Regions from separate parts of the Bombyx mori genome. Here region 2 is linked to region 1. Evidence: chromatin contacts called from public Hi-C data. All regions are on one chromosome and are shown on one strand. Each heading gives the region's core, a stretch centred on a gene start, on an enhancer-like site or on the middle of the called end of the contact. The rest is flanking DNA. Distances are from core to core; before and after follow the strand shown.

What was found. Hi-C and Micro-C count contacts between places; a contact is called where the count stands out from the background.
Region 2: a contact with region 1 is called in a Hi-C map of middle silk gland, with 4 times the contacts expected there. The contact joins the promoter of LOC101743969 here to the enhancer-like site in region 1. A contact is called at or near these places in 6 of 7 Hi-C or Micro-C datasets (middle silk gland, midgut, posterior silk gland and 1 more).

The regions. Positions count from the first base shown.
Region 1 is chr22:3,073,233-3,076,551 of ASM3026992v2, forward strand. LOC101743969 (methylcytosine dioxygenase TET) reads right to left here. Exons shown (of 12, transcript XM_038019059.2): 4 at 800-886. Among protein-coding and RNA genes, the nearest start is that of LOC101743969, 74 kb to the right of the region's middle. Within about 2 kb of position 1,654, at least 5 of the 8 cell types and tissues checked have open chromatin away from gene starts, as enhancers often do.
Region 2 is chr22:3,147,192-3,150,510 of ASM3026992v2, forward strand. It overlaps LOC101743969 (methylcytosine dioxygenase TET), which reads right to left and starts at 1,727. Exons shown (of 12, transcript XM_038019059.2): 1 at 1,539-1,727.

The DNA.
Region 1 (3,319 bases), core at 404-2,903:
TCGTTCTTATGAGAAAAAAATTCGAAGAAAAAGTGTTTCAAAATTCGATTACAATTTTTTCGAGTTCCTCTTCGAGTAGGGCATGAAAAAGGTCTTTGCTATTTCGACTGAAATGGCGTATGTGTAAATCATTATCAATGTTCCGTATTTACTTGTTTCCTCTACCGAAACAGGATCAATTTTTTTTTTTAAAGAAATGGTCAGTAATGAATTGATTAATCAAAAAAATTTTTTATCAGATAATATCTGTTAGCTGGATGTCTTAAATCGGACCGAATCAATGAACAATTTTGGTAAACATTCACTATGATTGGTTCATAGTTGGTGTTTAAATGGTCCATGCCAGCGAAAATGCTCTTAACTTCTTTTAGTCTATCTCGCTTACATCTACGCGATTAAATGTGTATTCACGACTATTTAATTTTAATTATGAAATTCATGCATTTCCATTCTAGTTATGTCATGGGCGATTGGTTTAGTCTGTAATTGTTCTGCCAACTTGAGAACAATAAAAGGGAACGTGAGGCTAATATGAGATACGAGCAGGAATAAATTTTTAAAAATAAATAAACATATACGAATTATAATAAATTGATCAACAAATATCTGAGAGTACAATATTCCATGATAAAATAACTGCATTCTCTGAAAGTGAAGATTAATGGTAGTAATAAAGTTTAATAAATGTTATTTGTTAAAGATGTGTAGCTAGTTACTAGATTAGTCACCACTAAGGATTCACATGACATAAAGAAATAAAAAAGAAATGAAAAATAAGGAAATGGGTTTATGTACTTACTGGAGTGGCCGTTGCGCGCCCTCTACCGCGACCTCGACGAGACTCGCTCTTCACGGTCTGCAATGTTCCGTCCGGCGCCAAAATAAGCTATAACAACACAGACACACCACAGACTTAACATAAAGCAAAAATAAAGTAAGTAAAAAAACAAAGGAGAACGTTAACACAAAAAGGAAAAATGAATAGACAAACATGCAATGGATGGGTTAAGTGGCGACTTATTAGCGGTATTAGTGGTCGAAGTATTGTTTTTAGTATGACGATGAAAGTTAAATAGTTAAAATATTAATAAATTCTGTTAAATTTGTTTCTATTTGAAATACTATGTATATTAAGTAATTTGAAATGTTTTTTTGTTAAACCGCCATCTGTGAACTCAAAACTAAACTAATATGAAATGGCTAGGATTCACGAAGTTCTTCTACTTGACAGCAGATGTCGCGCCGAGCAAAAGTTCCTCGTGTGTTACAGAGATGGCGCAGTGACGACGATTTATTTTTTAAGCATCTAATTCAAAAATATTCTAATTTTGATTTTGGTTTCTAAGCCGTGTTTTATCAATTTTACTAAATACTCACAAATTACAGCTATTTTCGTGGACATTTTTCATTTTAGTGTATTATGATTGTTTAACGTTTGGAAGCCATCGTTGAAAATCGAGCCTTGGAAATTAAAATGGCGAATTCTGTACAAAACAAATTACTTTCAAGTTTTAGAACAACAGCTGTCACTGATTGGTAGAATTTTTTTCATACGTAATAATTAAAACAGCGAGCTGTTGTATGATGTACCAACGAATAAATAAACAGTTTCTGTTACTAAGCACATGGCGGCGACTCGCACCTGGCGTTTTAGTTCGTTACTCCTGTTTTTGTGTTATTAGAATGCGAACAGCATTTGTTATAGCTCGGTCTCTTTCTGACCTAAGGCCGTCTCGCTTACTCGTCGTCTATTCACATTCAAATTTTTAAGGATTTCTAATTATCCTGAACAGGTTAAAGGATCATTTTGATTAAGTATTATGAATAAATAGTGTGAGAAACATCTGCTTCTAACTGGTTTCAGTTAGTATACATTAAAACGATTACTATTCATCAATTTGTTGAAGTTTAAAAATAAAACTCACATTTACAAACGACTGGAATTATTGTTGTACACGTATTAAAATAATTACAGACGCGTAACTGTTCTTTTATAATTTAAATAAGTAGTTCAACTTCGAATTATGTTATACTGATGTAAAGATAAGACACGTGGAACATTTCCTTATTTCAAAATTCAAAGTAGAATTAGGTCATAACGGCTTTTTAAATTAAAATAGTTATTATTCATTATAACAGCTATGCGATAGTACTATGTGTACTTACTACGCGTATTAATCGTCATTGGACATCACTCTAATGTTATTTTAGACGGTATTTGTAAAATTTATGTCATAAGAAGACCTTATCGTGGATAGGTAAATATCAATTTTATTTAACATCGTTGTCAACATTAAATTGATATAGAATATAAGTATAAATTTAAAATAATACAACATAAAACTAAAACTAAATGTATTTAAGACAACGTTATGACATGGCACGCCTTTTCACTCGTGTTAAATTTGTAAATCCGAAATAATGAAATATGTATTTTCTACGTATTTATACGTATTTATTACGTAAAGAGTTGCGTTCAAAAGCTGTAAGTTTTGTGGGTACGTAAACTCACAAATCCGCGAACACTGACGTATTTATTAAAGCATATTCATTCTGTGTTGTCCGAGCTATGTACTATAATAAAACGTATCCAGGTTATAAACGTTCTATGCGCGAAACTCAATCTAAATCGGTTTTGGCGTTTTTGCATCATCAATTAACAAAAACAAGTCGTCGCGTAGCCTAAAGGATAAGACGTCCGGTGCATTCGTATCTAGCAATGCACCAGTGTTCGAATCCCGCAGGCGGGTACCAATTTTTCTAATGAAATACGTACTTAACAAATGTTCTCGATTGACTTCCACGGTGAAGGAATAACATCGTATAATAAAAATCCAACCCGCAATATTATAATTTACGTAATTACTGGTGATAGGACCTCTTGTGAGTCCGCACGGGTAGGTACTCCCACCCTGCTTATTTCTGCCGTGAAGCAATAATACGTTTCGGTTTGAAGGGTGGGGCAGCCGTTGTAACTATACTGAGACCTTAGAACTTATATCTCAAGGTGGGTGGTGCATTACGTCATAGATGCCTAAGGGCTCCAGTAACTACTTAACACCAGATGTGCTGTGAGCTCGTCCAACCATCTAAGCAATAATAATAAAAACAATAATTATATTAGTATAGATACAATGTCATTTTTGACCTATTTTACTGCTCTATAATTATATTATTAGTATCCTCAAAACAGCGTGGTTTAAATTTTGTAGTGATTCTACTCGAGCGTGCGTATTGTAGCGCGTGGGCGACAATGAGCGTGGGCTGACTTAGGGTAGGTCGGGTTTGTCACGCAATTCCCTGATTATTTCATTGATAC
Region 2 (3,319 bases), core at 477-2,976, 74 kb after region 1:
TAGTTATATATAATAATAGTTCATTATATTAATAATCAGAAGAATTTCCAACTCTGAGCTGTGTTACTAGTGCTAACTACGCTGAAGGAGGAGGAGGTATTCACTAGGCATTACCTAGTAATTACTATCTATACTGCTTACTTCCACTTTTGGTCGTTAGATAACCTATTTCTATAGAAAAATCTTCGCCTTCTAGACACCGATAGCACGTCTCAAACTGGATTGCAGCATCCAAGTTAAAGCTATCCTTATTTCTGACAAGCAAAAGTAACATAAAGCACGACGACTTGTATATAGGTGTTGACAGCGATCACTTCCAGACAACCACTGTGCATAAGCATAGCACATAAGCAAGTTAGTAGAACTAGGAATGTTGCGGTATTTGATTTAAATTATATTTTAATTTTAACTAATATATTAATCACATAACATTACTATTACTCTTTAGTCAAACAATATTATAAACACAATAAAATTGTAACATAATGCCATTTGTTTTTTTTTTTTCATTTTGCTGCAATTAAGGTCTAAGTGACATCATGCACTGGTCACAATGGTAGGAAGGGACATGCGTCACTCCATGCGTTTTGTTTTCTTCCCATTTTCCTGCCACGCAAATAAATTTACAGCGGTTAACTTTGTTGCCAATTTAATAGATACTAAAAGAAACGTTTTTTTCAAAATTTTATTTCATTTGTAGATTCCCAAAAGAAACGAAGGAAAACGTGTCTCTACCTAAAGTCCAAACCTTTAGAATTTTATTAAGCTTACGATAAAGACCAGATATGTGAAGTGTTTCATTTAAATCAATCGATTAATAGATACTAGACTGGACTTCGTATCAAAAGTCTTCGAATTTAAATTAAATATAAATATAGAGCTCAGAATAACCATGCTTAAAGATCGTTATGAACAATTCTAACAACTTAATAGAAACCGCTTATTCAACAAAACCAAAATAAAATCAATGTACACATCTGAATATTATTATAGTCATAACTTGTCCGTATTGCTTTATTAAAGCTCTTTGCTTTAAGAAGGGTGAACTCCAATCTATCAAATTAATTTAATTAAGGCTAATTCGTAGTTCTGAATTATCCGGCGATCAAAATTAAGTAACTTTGAAGAATGTTTGAATGAGATGTAAACTTCTACGAGTACATACAAACTAATTAGTAATAGCTTGTCGTGCGTATGACTCTACACAAGGATACGGGTCTAACTATGAACTACGAGTTTGTCTATTGGCAGGAGACAATACCTACGGACGTGATGCAATAACCAACTTCTTCTATACAAAAGCACTCTTGACAAAATGCGTAGCAGGAAAACGGGGATCGATTCGCGAAAGCACACAACGAAAGCTTGAGCGGAAGCACGCGAACGCGCACAGGAGTCCGCTTCACGCTCTAGTGCTGTCGCTCTATATACCTCTATACTACAACAAACAATCCACTAAACCAGAAGCTTCTACTCTTCTACTTCACTACAGTTGCACACTTGCACTTCGACACTAAACTTTTGCACAAACTCCGTACCTTCTCCGGTCACTCGATCCATCCGCCTCCTTTTGTTTCTTTGCTTGGCCGCCACGAAAACAAAACGGACCGAAGGACGCAAGTGAAAAATAAACAAAAAGGGAATCGAAGTTCGCGATCGCGTGACTGTTGCGTCCCGCTTGTGATATAACACGCGCGTCTGTACGCGACTAGGGTCGGCGGCGGACTGGCGCGTAACGTGCGGCCGCACGCAGCTGCCGCGGCGGCCAATGGCGCGCGGTCACGTGACGCCCCGCGCCCGCACACGCTTGTTTACAAATAATAATAATACGCCGGTGTAGAGCCGCGTAGCGCGTAGCCGTCGCCGCTACGCACAGCTGTCGTTGCATTTGGCGGGATTCGATACGGAGCACATTCGCTTCAAAGCTTCGATCTGTTTACTTGAAGCTTTCGCGTCCGCGTCGGCGTTATTATCGATCGGTGCGTGCTTGCAGCGGTACCGCGACGCACTTCGTTTTTGTAATGACTCATTCTTCGGTGCGAAGCTTTCAAAGTTTTAAAAAGTACACCTTTCCTAAGATTTACTCCCAAATCCAGAAAAGCTTAATCGAATTATTTTCTCTGTTCGTATTCGGAAAGGGGCGCGTTATATTCCCCGTTTCGCGACAGGTTGGTGTTTCCGATTGTTTTGCGTTTAGTGCGTAAGGTGCAAAGAGGGTAAGCTCCCCGTGCAGGCTACATCCAGCCCCTGCCCTGAGGAGCCCCGCTCTACACCGACCACGGCCACACTCGACTCGCTCGTTTTCATATGACCCCCTCGTAAAACACTGCCCTATCGAGAACGTATATATTGTCCCAATTTTCTACTAAGTATACTCTGATCTATAGGGATAAATATAATCGATTATTAATTGATTTTACAAACATAAAGTCACGAAATCGATTATAACAGAGTGCGAGGTAATTAAACGTCTCTATGTCATATGATGCCCAGTGTGTTCACATCGACGGACACATCTAAGTCCCGTTTAAATATTTGCGGGTAGATATAATTTTTTCATAAAAACATAACTACATAATAGAGACTCAGGAATGTTTGATTTGTGTTATTTATTGTGAACTCGTTCGGCTTGGTCTCACAGACCGCCGTTTGCTGCTCATGCTGGGTGGTGGCATTCTCGGAGTGACATTTACAACCTCCAGTAATATAATACAAAGTGAGCGTTGGCTGGTCTATCTATTTTACAGCAAAAAGTAATAATTTCACCACTCTACATACATATTTGTTTGACTCTACATTAATCTTCAGAGCTTTTGAATGTATTATATTTATTTAATTTTGCAACTGAATAGATAGGTTTCGTGCTTAAATATCTCTAGGAGCTAGATAGAATCCAATTCAGAGGGATGTATGTTTTTTACAAAACTTTTAGGAATATACTTAGTCACACGGTTCCGAGAAAACTCATAGAATAGTATTCGCGTAGTAAACTGGGGGCTAGTTCACCCCCGAGCTGTGAGTCATCAGAATTTCACCTCCTACACGAATTACTCAGCTCTGTTCACTCATTATCTATTTGTCACGATCTCACCATCTGCCGTTATAATTATATTGTAGTTAGGTCCAATATAATTGCGAAGAACCGAAGTGCTCACAATGTAATTGTAATTCAAATTCGAACACTTCAAAATACTGAAAAAAGAGCAACCAATCAATCCGTTTGCTAAATGAAGTATTTAATAACAGAGAGTTCTTAGTTTACTTTCTGGTATTTTAAATAAAAAGTATTGCAACGCTTGCAAACTTATCCCGTGCATCG